2 separate regions of the Oryctolagus cuniculus genome follow, and region 2 is linked to region 1. The links are chromatin contacts, called in public Micro-C maps. All regions are on one chromosome and are shown on one strand. Each heading gives the region's core, a stretch centred on a gene start, on an enhancer-like site or on the middle of the called end of the contact. The rest is flanking DNA. Distances are from core to core; before and after follow the strand shown.

Evidence for each region. A called contact is a pair of places that touch in the nucleus more often than the background predicts.
Region 2: a Micro-C map of ear pinna shows a contact between it and region 1, with 8 times the contacts expected there. The contact joins the promoter of UPF2 here to the promoter of NUDT5 in region 1. A contact is called at or near these places in 2 of 6 Hi-C or Micro-C datasets (ear pinna and an unstated tissue).

What each region holds. Positions count from the first base shown.
Region 1 is chr13:70,852,536-70,857,608 of mOryCun1.1, forward strand. NUDT5 (nudix hydrolase 5) reads left to right here and starts at 3,072. Exons shown (of 9, transcript XR_011381571.1): 1 at 3,072-3,275. CDC123 (cell division cycle 123) reads right to left here and starts at 3,098. Exons shown (of 14, transcript XM_070055718.1): 1 at 2,980-3,098; 2 at 2,704-2,891. The coding sequence starts at 2,777.
Region 2 is chr13:71,001,463-71,007,033 of mOryCun1.1, forward strand. It overlaps UPF2 (UPF2 regulator of nonsense mediated mRNA decay), which reads left to right and starts at 3,862. Exons shown (of 22, transcript XM_008268086.4): 1 at 3,862-4,190. LOC103350899 (a long non-coding RNA gene) reads right to left here and starts at 4,620. Exons shown (of 4, transcript XR_518745.4): 1 at 4,479-4,620; 2 at 2,847-2,939.

The DNA of each region.
Region 1 (5,073 bases), core at 1,822-4,321:
CCTCCACATTTCATTATCCCTTGACGGGATTCAAAACACCACCTGTTTGATTCCACTCTCAATTCTTTGCCTACTCTTCCTATTTACCAGGTCCACAACTCTTACAGATACTAGTGGACATGAAGTTAGATTCCACATGGCACTCAGGAGTCACCCGGTTCTACAATCACACTTGGGGTCATCCTAATGACAGTACCTTGTCAATCAACAAGGATGCCAAGGTGATTCCACTAAGAACCAAAATCCTACGAAGGGGAAAAGACAGAAAAGAAGAAAAAAAAAATCATAGTACAACAGTATAACACGGCAAGTGCTGTACCAACTGCAGATATGGCAAGCGTTACCAAACACAGAGAATACAGGAATTACGCCTGGCCATACACAAGCCATTGCCAAGCAAGCTTTACGTGGAGCTAGTGAGGCCCTCCAGAGTGACCGTGCAAGTGAGGGCCCAATGAGGCCAGGCTGACAGACTTAAAGGAACTAAATGATCCCCACCTTGTAACTAACGTCAAGCTGGTAAGTTTTTTTCCCTCAAAAACTGTGCGTAACATCCCCAGCACCACCAGTCTGTTCAGGTTTTGCCTCGCTTGGAGCCCCTCTCCAGGCCACTCTGGCTGGAGGTCTCTCATAAATCTTGCTTTTAAATGTTAAAAAACCTGAATGACAAAGCATCTATCTATCGCATCAACTGGATATATTTTTTGCATACAAGCAAGATACTCTAATGGAATTTTAGATGTAAAAGGGGCCCTTGGAACACTATTTACCATAACCTTCATGTTCTGGGGGTGGGGGTGGGGATTCAGATTTAGGAAGGTAAAGTGGCAGTACCAGTCACCTGGCTAATTATTCTTCAGCCTGAGTCAAAGTCCTAGAACTTGCCAAAAACTAAACTTGCATAATCATCTCTGAGTTGTGATTAATAAACACCAAACCATAATGCTGAGCTGATAACTGCAATACGCCCTTGTTGGCAGGAAAGCTGACCCTGGCCACAACACAGCTCCACCTGACTGGCCTGAGTGGTGGACGGACCCTCTGCCGTATGTTAGGTTCTTCTGCTGGCACCCCAGGGCTAAGCAGACCAAAGAAAGGGTTTAAAGACAGAGTGAGAATGGTGTGGGGTTTATTCGGACCAGAAAAATCTTACCCATTGGATCATTTCTTTTTCACTCTTAGCTTCCTATGAATGGTACACATTTTAAGCAAACAAAACCTGTTTATCCTCCAAGGGGCTTTTCTTAAATCTCAAAAGTAACAAGCGACATTTTTGTGTGTTTACTATGTGCTAGAAACAGACTCAAACCTTTTTAATGTTTCATCTTATTTAATTCCCAGGATGATCCTATTATTTTCTCGGTTTTCCAGATGAAGCTTAGGGAGATTAAGCAATTTGCTCAAGATGCTGGTGGAACAAGACCTGGAAGCCAGGCACAAGGCTTTGACTTCAAAGCCCAATTTTTAACCCCTACATGCTTGTGCTGGTTGATGCAAAAAAAAAAAAGAAAAAAAAAAAAACCTGCACCAGCAGCTACCAAAGTTGTTTGCAAAGAAACCCCTGGTGGTTTTAAAGAATATTCGTGTGAAAAGCTCTGCCAAGGCCACAGATGTATCTTCACTGACACCAATACAAAAGAAAGAACCTCAACCATCACCTCAGATCCAAAGCCCACTTTCCATTCTGCAAGTTAACCAAGGGTTGGGAGTATCAGCTAGGGAGAGAACTTGTGACAGTGCAGGAAGTACCTGCTCCTCCCTTTGTTTTGGGGTGAATCCGTCTATCTTCAAATGCAAACATTATCTGCCTCTGTGCTACCCTGAACTCCATCACTACTCATACACTAGCGTCGCTGAAAGCAGAGCCCATGTCTGAATAACAAGATGAAAAAGAACTGTCTCTTTAATAATCCCCCTGTGCCCTTCCAACGCCTGAGAATCAACCCCCCATCTCTGCAATCACATTCTGCATCCAATGGCCGGGATGAAAAGTTAAGAGTAGGCGGTGTCCCAGTGACAATGCAGGCCTACGAGGGAGTGAGCAAAAGCCAGCTCTGTCCGTGTTAGCGACTGATCGCTTCGGATCAGACCGGGGGTTACGACCCTAGCCGCCTTGCCTACACCACCTTGACTCTGGAACGAAGGATGCCTGTCATGCCTACCAGCGACGGACTCCCTGTTCTAGGCCCGAGAGCTCCAAGACAAATCCCGTCTCATAACAACGTCCACCTGCCCTGCACACACACAATCGCGCTGCAGCCTCACAACAGACGCAGGGCTGGGTCTGTCTGCCGGGATTGTAGTCATTAGACCGTGGCGGCAAGCAATGAAGTCACGCGACGCGCTGGTCAGTGACAAAGCCACGACCCCTCGGGTCTCCCGAGCGCCTGGCGCTCCAGGGCAATTCTCACAAGTCGCGATGCGTCAACGACGCTAATCCACAACGCACCCTGCCTCCGACCCTCGCTCACCACGACCTAGCCCCCTTCCTCCCCGGCACACGCTCGGCCTCGCGACAGAACGCATGGCGCCATTCACCTCCCCTGCAAGTCGACATCGCGACACTGTCGCACCCATCCAGTCGCTATAAGGCCCGCGTTGTATTATTGTTATTATCGTTATTTTGACGGAGAGAGGACGCACTCAACGTGGCAGTTCCCTTTTTGCCAGTGGCCCTGGCACAACCCCCTCCTCCCGGCTTACCTCTTGATGGTCAGGCTTCGGAAGAGCGGGTACCAAGCGGAGAACTGACAATGCAGCACTTGCTCCTTCTTCATCCTCCAGCTGCCGCAGCCGCTGCCTTAACCCGCTCCTGCCAGCTCTCTCCCGGAACCCTGGGCTCCGCTGCCGGAAGTGCCGCCGAGCTATTTTGGTTCAAGGACTCTTCCGGTCTGCAAACCAAGTAGGAAGAAGAAAAAAAGAATCAGAGGAGGAGACTCGTCGGGAGTACTCTCAGTGAACACACACACACTTGCGTACACGCAAAGACTGTGGGTCCCGATAGAGGAATTGCCAAGGGTTGGGAGAGAAAGTTGCAGAAGTTTACAGCTCTCCTTCCGGAGGCGCTCGCTGACCCGGAAGGTAATCAGCTAGAGGCGAGGGCAGTGGCGAGGGCTCTACGGGTGCCGAGAGGAGGGCGCGCGCCCATCCTTGTAGCACCGCGAGAGGCGCCGGTGTCCCTAGCCGTGGCACCGGCATCTGCTGAGGCTGCTCCCTCCGACTCGTCCTTTCTTCTTTCGTTCCCCTTCCCTTCTTCACCTCGCACCTTGGAGGAGGTAACTGGTTGCGGGCCAAGCCTCTGGGGAGGAGAGGGATAGGAGGGAGTATGCACATCTGGATGGTGCAGACCGAGCAGGCAGCGGCGCGCGCGTCTCCCGGGCTGCGTGCGGCTGGACTCGCGTCCCGGCGCTCCAGGGGAAGACGACCAGGGTTTGGGGTGGAAGCGCCTAGGCTACTGGAGGAACGAAACCCGCAGTTAAGGGTTTGACTGTGATGTTTGAGGCACCTGCTAGGAGAATGGCCCCCTGTTCGTGCTTGGGTGCGGGGTGTGAGAAGCAGAGGGAAGCGATCCCGCCTGTGCGATCCAGGGAGGGGTTCAACTTTGCGGGTTTAAAAAAAAAAAAGAGAGAGAGAGAGAGAGAAATTTGAGAGACGGAAGAATCGGGAACGCTGTCTCTTGGAGCGTAAAGTTCTTTTAGTCCGGACCCGCAGAAGTCAGCCTGGAAAAAACACAGCGAGATTTTTATTATCAGTATCCCAGCAATGATGGACGCCTAAGACAGGCAAAGTTCTAGCTGAATTTGTAATATCACTCATTTTCTCCACGCCATCACCTTGCAGAGTTTAGTTTTGTTTCTTTAAAAGAATGAGAACTCACTAGCAGAGAGACTTGTTTTCATCAGCCTTGGACTTAGCCCGCTCACCTGGGTCCAGGGGCGCGGATTTCAGGTGTCTGCTTAAAATTGCATGCTCTCACTGATTCTCCTAAACAGTTGTAAAAATTGATAGTCCCACCGACAGCTTTAGAAAGCTGTCCATTGGGATGAAAAACGGATCTGCTGCTTCTTTGGAGTTACAAATTCTTCAACCCACGTTGCTTCACGTTGTGTTTTTCTCAGAAATGTTACTGGCTAAGTGGTTAGTTGGCAGCCCTATTTGAAAGGATACATTTTCAAAGCGGAGATAAATAGATTATAATGTTGCACCGTGTAATGGTGGGGGCTGCGCGGTAATGGTTCCTTTACAAGTTGTTTTTTTTTTGTTTTTTGGTTTTTTTGTTTTTGTTTTTTTGACAGGCGGAGTTAGACAGTGAGAGAGACAGACAGAGAGAAAGGTCTTCCTTCCCTTGGTTCACCTCCCAAGTGGCCACTATGGCCGGTGCATTACAGCCGGCCCGCTGCGCCGATCCAAAGCCAGGAGCTAGGTGCCTCTTCCTGGTCTTCCATGCAGGTGCGGGGCCCAAGTACTTGGGCCATCCTCCACTGCACTCCCGGGCCACAGCAGAGAGCTGGACTGGAAGAGGAGCAACCGGGACAGAATCCAGCGCCCCAACTGGGACTAGAACCTGAGGTGCCGACAGCGCAGGCAGAGGATTAGCCAAGTGAGCCGTGGCGCCGGCCTGGAAGTGTTTTTGACGTCCAGGATGGTGCAGTCCTTTTTGTTTTGAGGGGATTAAAAAGAAACATTTCATATGTTCTGCAGGAGTAGTGTCAGACTAGCAAATTGAAAAGAGAGGATGTCAGACATTAGTGGTCACTCAAATACCTGTTTTGTCCTGGAAATTAAGAAGTTGTAACTAAAGCTAATTATAGCACCAGAGTGGTGCATCTGGGCAAGATATTTTCTGTTGAAGATAGGAGAAAATAGGTACCAGCCAAGAAAACATCTGGATGTAGAAGTTGAGGCCACTTGCTAACCTTTAGAAGAGAACTGCAGGGGTTTTTTTGTTTTTGGTTTGTGTGTGTGTGTGTGTGTGTGTGTGTAGAAAAGCAACTAAGTTTGTAAACTTAGATTTTACAGGGAAGGAATTTGATATGGGTTCATCTTATTCAGGTTTATATGCTTTAGGTTGCT
Region 2 (5,571 bases), core at 2,612-5,111, 150 kb after region 1:
AGGAAGTGTCTCAAGAAGTCCACAACTTTATCACATGGATTCATCCATATATATTCAATAGCATCTGAGGTTACCGGACCTTGATTCTTGCCTAGAAACCCCTGGGCAAAATTACAACAGTGGGGGCAATGGTCACCTGATAACAACTCTGCTCCACTGGGATTAAAACCACAACAGGGGCTGGCACTGTGGCACAGCAGGTGAAAGCCCCAGCCTGCAGTGCTGACATCCCGTATGGGCGCCGGTTCAAGTCCCGGCTGCTCCATTTCCGATCCAGCTCTCTGCTATAGCCTGGGAAAGCAGTAGAAGATGGACCAAGTCCTTGGGCCCCTGCACCCCCAAGGGAGACCCAGAAGAAGTTCCTGGCTCCTGGTTTTGGATCAGCTCAGCTCTGGCCATTGCGGTCATTTGGGGATTGAACCAGTGGATGGAAGACCTCTCTCTCTCTCTCTCTAGCTCTACCTCTCTTAACTCTGTCTTTCAAATAAATAGTTTTTTTAAAAATAGTTAAAAGCCACAACATAGTGAAATGTGATAATAGAGGGACCCTGGTGACTCACTAAATAGACCCAGGACCCTGTGACACTTTGGAAAAGAATGTAATGCATACTGGAGCACATGCAGGGAAATGGAGGCAGCGTAGAGGGGCTGGCACTTCTCACAACTCATTTAGGCTAATTCCTCCATCCTCTAGCTTGTAGCCAGGACTAGTGGTACAGAAAAAGAGCAGGAGTTTTTCTTTAAGCTCAAGGGTCAAATGAGTCCCAAAGTCTAAGGCTGCATCCCTGGGGAATGCCTACTGTAATCAGAGTATAAAAATGAAGCGTCTCTCAGTTCCTATCTCTCCCGAATTTGCAACGTCTCTCAAAACCGTCTCACTGCCTGTGGCAACCAGCCATGCACTGAAGTCCACAGGGTAGGAAGGTGAGGGTGGGATCAGCACCCATGCTCGCTCAGCCTCCCACGCCTGTAACTTCAGGCATGTATTTGTCAGCATAGCACACACATGGAGTGATCGGTTCCCTTTACCAGTGGTGTGCTAGACTGGGCCTCTGCCTGGTCAAATATATACTGTCGCTTTGTTCCTTGCATGAAGAAAAATAGTTGTTCTATGCCACAGTGTTGAGTCTTATCTAATAAGTCTGATTCCGACAATGACCCTTCATGGCAAGAGCCTTAGCAAACAAAGGTGCTTCAAGCTAGAGTTTGGAGAGAGGGTACCAGTCATGGCTACCACCTAGGTTGGTGACTGGCAGGTGAAGGGATAAAGAAGCAGAGTGAGGGAACAAACGTGCTCCCCAGTAAACTTCCCTGAGGTAGGTACTATGTAGGAAGGACCAGACAGAAGTGACCCAAAAGACAAGGAAGACAGGGGATACCAGAGACATGCCGAGACTCGTCTACACAAGTTCAGACAACATGGGGACTGCATCTAATGGGAGTCTAGATCAAAAAGCTACCTGTCTGCAAACAGGCTAATAAAACTTTAACCCAGAGCTAATGAACAAAATATCTAGGAAATACTGGCTAACACGACCAAAAATTAGTTTGTAGAGACTGAGGAGACCTGGCGAAGTGCAGAAAGCATTTAGAGGAACAGAGAGAGATGGAGATCTTTTGGGATCTGGGTAAAGGAAAAACTCCTTGAGGCATGGAGCCTGGAGCCCATGGCCTCGTCCCAAGCTGCACCTAGTCCCACCAACAAACTTATCTCTGAAGAAATAAGAAAAGAATGTAGTTTTTGGCCAACACTAACAGGCTCTCGGGGCCTGGTGTCCAGTCAGGGACTCCTTAGAAAATGCCTTCTCCCAGTCCCACGCGAAAGGCCAATGCACACTGGAGAAGAGAGGGGTTAAAACAGAGTCTGCCCTGGCCCTAATCAGCAAGCCTGGCCCTTAAGTCTGAAGTCCGGCAGCCACGCTAATCACTTTTAACTGGCTGACAGGGACCCGGTGTTTTTGAGAAAATGGGAGCTGCTATAGAGGAGAGTTAAACTTTCAAAAACAAAAACAAAAACCATCTGGTGAGATGATCCAACGCTGACTACAGTCGAACTTGAGTGGGAGCGGGATCCGAGTCACGGTGCCAAAATGTTACAGGTAAAATGGCAGCAGTGTAGATAGTATTACCTTGGTTCTTTGTCTCACATGGAAGAATTTCCAAGTGGACAGGCAGAGAGATTTAAAAGCAAGATTTATCAGTCAGAGACCTCCAGCCAGAGTGGCCTGGAAGGGGGCTCCAAGGGAGGACAATATCTAAAGTGGCTGGTGGTGGTGGTGGAGTTTTTAAGCACAATTTTGAAAAAATTTTATCAATTACTCTCTCTGTGGTTCAATTTTTATATAATGGGGCTCCTCAATATAAAACAGCAGGGACCAATGCTGAGCCACAGCAGGTTAACGCCCTGGGCCTGAGGCACCAGCATCCCATATAGGCGCCAGTTCTAGTCCTGGCTGCTCCTCTTCCAATCCAGCTCTCTGCTATGGCCTGGGAAAGCAGTAGAAGACGGCTCAAGTCCTTGGGCCCCTGCACCTGCGTGGAAGACTCGGAAAAAGCTCCTGGCTCCTGATCGGCACAGTTCCGGTCGTTGTGGTCGGAAAAAGCTCCTGGCTCCTATCGGCACAGTTCCGGTCGTGTGGTCAATTGGGGAGTGAACCAGCGGATGGGAAGACCTCTCTCTGTGACTCTTTCAAATAAAATAAATAAATCTTAAAAAAAATAAATAAAACAGCAAACACTAAAAAAATTGCTCCTTTCCCCTCTTTCGATCTCGGTATTTCCATAACTTGTAGGTGCTAACCTGACCAAAAGCAAAGGCTGACCTGGTCTAGGATGACAAGACTTACCTATCAACAGAGAAGCAAAGGTTCTTAAAGCAGACATAATGAGACAAGCCTTTGAAGAGAGTTCCGGGTTTTGCAATCACCGGTACGGTGTTTCTGTTTGGAAAGTTTAATTGTTCATCCGTGGTACAGAATGACAGTATTTATCTATCTCTTTTACTACCCTTTCGTGCCTGACCAGTGGGCAGCGTTTGCAAGAGAATTTTTCCCCCTTTCCCTTTAATGCAAAACTTAATCGCCAAACTCAGGATCATTTGCCTTTTGAGAATACATGGGAAGCAAAAACAGCACTAAAGGCTGAAAGCGAGGAAACCTAGAACTGCCTCAAGTCTCTGAGCGGGGCAGCGTCTAAGGCCGGCTCTGCACCGCGGCTCCTCCGGCTCCCACCGCCGCGGACACGAGGTTCCCGAGAGTCGGAGGAAATGAGCCGGGTTTATAAAGTGACGACTCGCGGTCGCGGTCGGAGGGGACCGACAAGGCCAGCCTTTTTCTTTTTTCTTCTTAGGTGATTTCACTCAATTAACTCAGGAATTATAATTTTTTAAAAAGCTTCTTGTTAAAGCTGGGACTTTTCTAAGAACCACATGCGAAAAGCCTTGTTTCTTCTGCACTCTGGATGGTTTCAGGTCGAACTCCTTAAACTGCTTCTGGAAATCCCCCCACGGGACTGTGGCTGTCTTTTAGGGCAACCTTAAATCTAGATCCATTCCTAACCAGTTTCTCCCTTCCTCACCAGCCATATTCTTTCGCTTCCCCAGTTTCCAATTTCCCAAATCTTCAACCTCTCCGAATTAGTCCAATCAAACTTTCCCTTCTTAGACCTCTTCCCTACGTTCTCACCAGGAAACTCCCAGGAGAATCACGTGGCCAAGTTTGTCCTTAACGGCGCTCCGTAGTTCTACTACTCCACCGCCCTCCCCTAGCCGCTGCCAGCTTCGCCCCGCCCCATTCTCGCTCCCCTACCCCCTGCGAAATGCTTGCGCCTGCGCATCTCCAATTCAGGCGCTTTCCCTTTCCTGGCGACCAATCCACTTCCTACCTCCGGTCCTCGAAACACTCCTCCCCTCTACTGGGGCCCTGGCTAGAGGCGCTGGTAGTCGCTGCCCAGTTGATTGCCTGTCTGAAAAAGTCGCTTCTCTCTTCAACTGGGGAATTTGAACGAGCCGCTAAATGAGCGGCACCAACACGAGCCTTTGCTCTAGACCTTTCACCCCGGAGCCAAGCTGAGGGCATCGGCATGCGGGAGGACGGGCGGCCCGGAGCGTTTTCGATCCGGCACTCTCGCGGACAGCTTCTTCCTTTCCCCCCTCCCTCCGCCCCGCCCCCACCCTCAGCCCGGCCGCGCTGGTGAGTGGCGGGCGGGAGAGCGGGCGGGCGGAGGGAGGAGGGGGAGCTGAGGGAAGGCGGGCCCTCGGCTGCGAGAGAGGTGGGGGGAGGGGAGGGGAGAGCCCGAGCGCTGGAGTTGGTGCTGGGAAACCCGGGGCTAATGTTGACAACAGGCTCGAGGTGAGTCCCGGGGAGCCTCCTGCCTCTCCGCGCCAACGACCGGGAGGAAGTAGGGCTGAGGGCGGCTGGGGGGGGGGGCACCGGCCTGGACTCCTACTCCCTGGGGGGACCCAAAAGGCGACTCCGTACCTCAGCTCTCCGGGGGCGGCGAGCAGTGGAGGGACCGTGTGGGTCCGGCGTCGCCCTCCTCAGACCCCCTCTCCCGGAGGCTTCCTTCAACGCGGGAACCCCGGGCCGTGGCAGGCATGGGGAGCGGGAGAGGAGGTGCCTGCCCCACATGCCTGGGCCGGGCCTCGGCGCTGGAGGCGGGGAGCCTGCCGTGGCCGGGTTGAAGGTGTTTGGGGGCGTGGAGTGAAGCGAGGGGAGGCTGGGGGACGCGCCTGGGGGAGCCGGGAGGACGGCTAAGGCAAGGAGGTGGGCAGGGTGCGTGAGTGGGAGGAGGTGCTGCGGGGCGGGCGTGCGGGACGCGAAGTTAGGATTGGGGCAAGGGTGTCCGGCGAAGGTGACTGTGGATGGCCGAGGGGAGGGGGGGCTTGTGGCGGGCGAGCGGTGTGGGGCCCGAGCTGAGGTTCGGGACAGAGGTGTGTGTCGGGGACGGGGTCCTGGGCGTCTTGGGATGTGGGCGTGGGTGTGTGGTTTACTTCCTTGTAGTCCCTCGGGCTGGTTGATTCTGCGCTTCGCCCTCACCCCCAGGACTCCAGGTGCTTCCTTGTTAGTACCGTGCAACTAAGGAGGTGATCCCGGGGTGGCATTGGGTCTCCAGCTCGGCGGAGCGGGGGCCCGCTTTCACATTTGGGGGAACACACGGGAGCGACTGGGCCCTCGGCTCCTTGGCTCCTGATAGGATTTGTACCCAAGTGGAGCGATCGCCGACCCTTGTCATGTATCACGGTCTTTTTCGGTTGTTTTTAAAAATCCGACCAATTGGCAAAGAATACCGTGTTTGATGACATGTCTCAAAATTTTGGGTTAGCCGTTTTCTCCAAGGACACCCTTTTAAAGGGGGAGATAATGCCCTTAGAACATTTTGAATAGCAGGAGTATTTTCAGAGCAGTCTAATTGTGATTTCACACACAATCCATATGGTACTTGCAAACGAGTATCTTTAAAAGAGAAACACTCCAATTCTCTGTGCTTTCTCCGTTAGTCCCACTTTTACTAGTCAAGACGTTTTACTTTGTTTTGGAAGTTCAGAGTATATTTTTTAAAAAAAGCAAAATA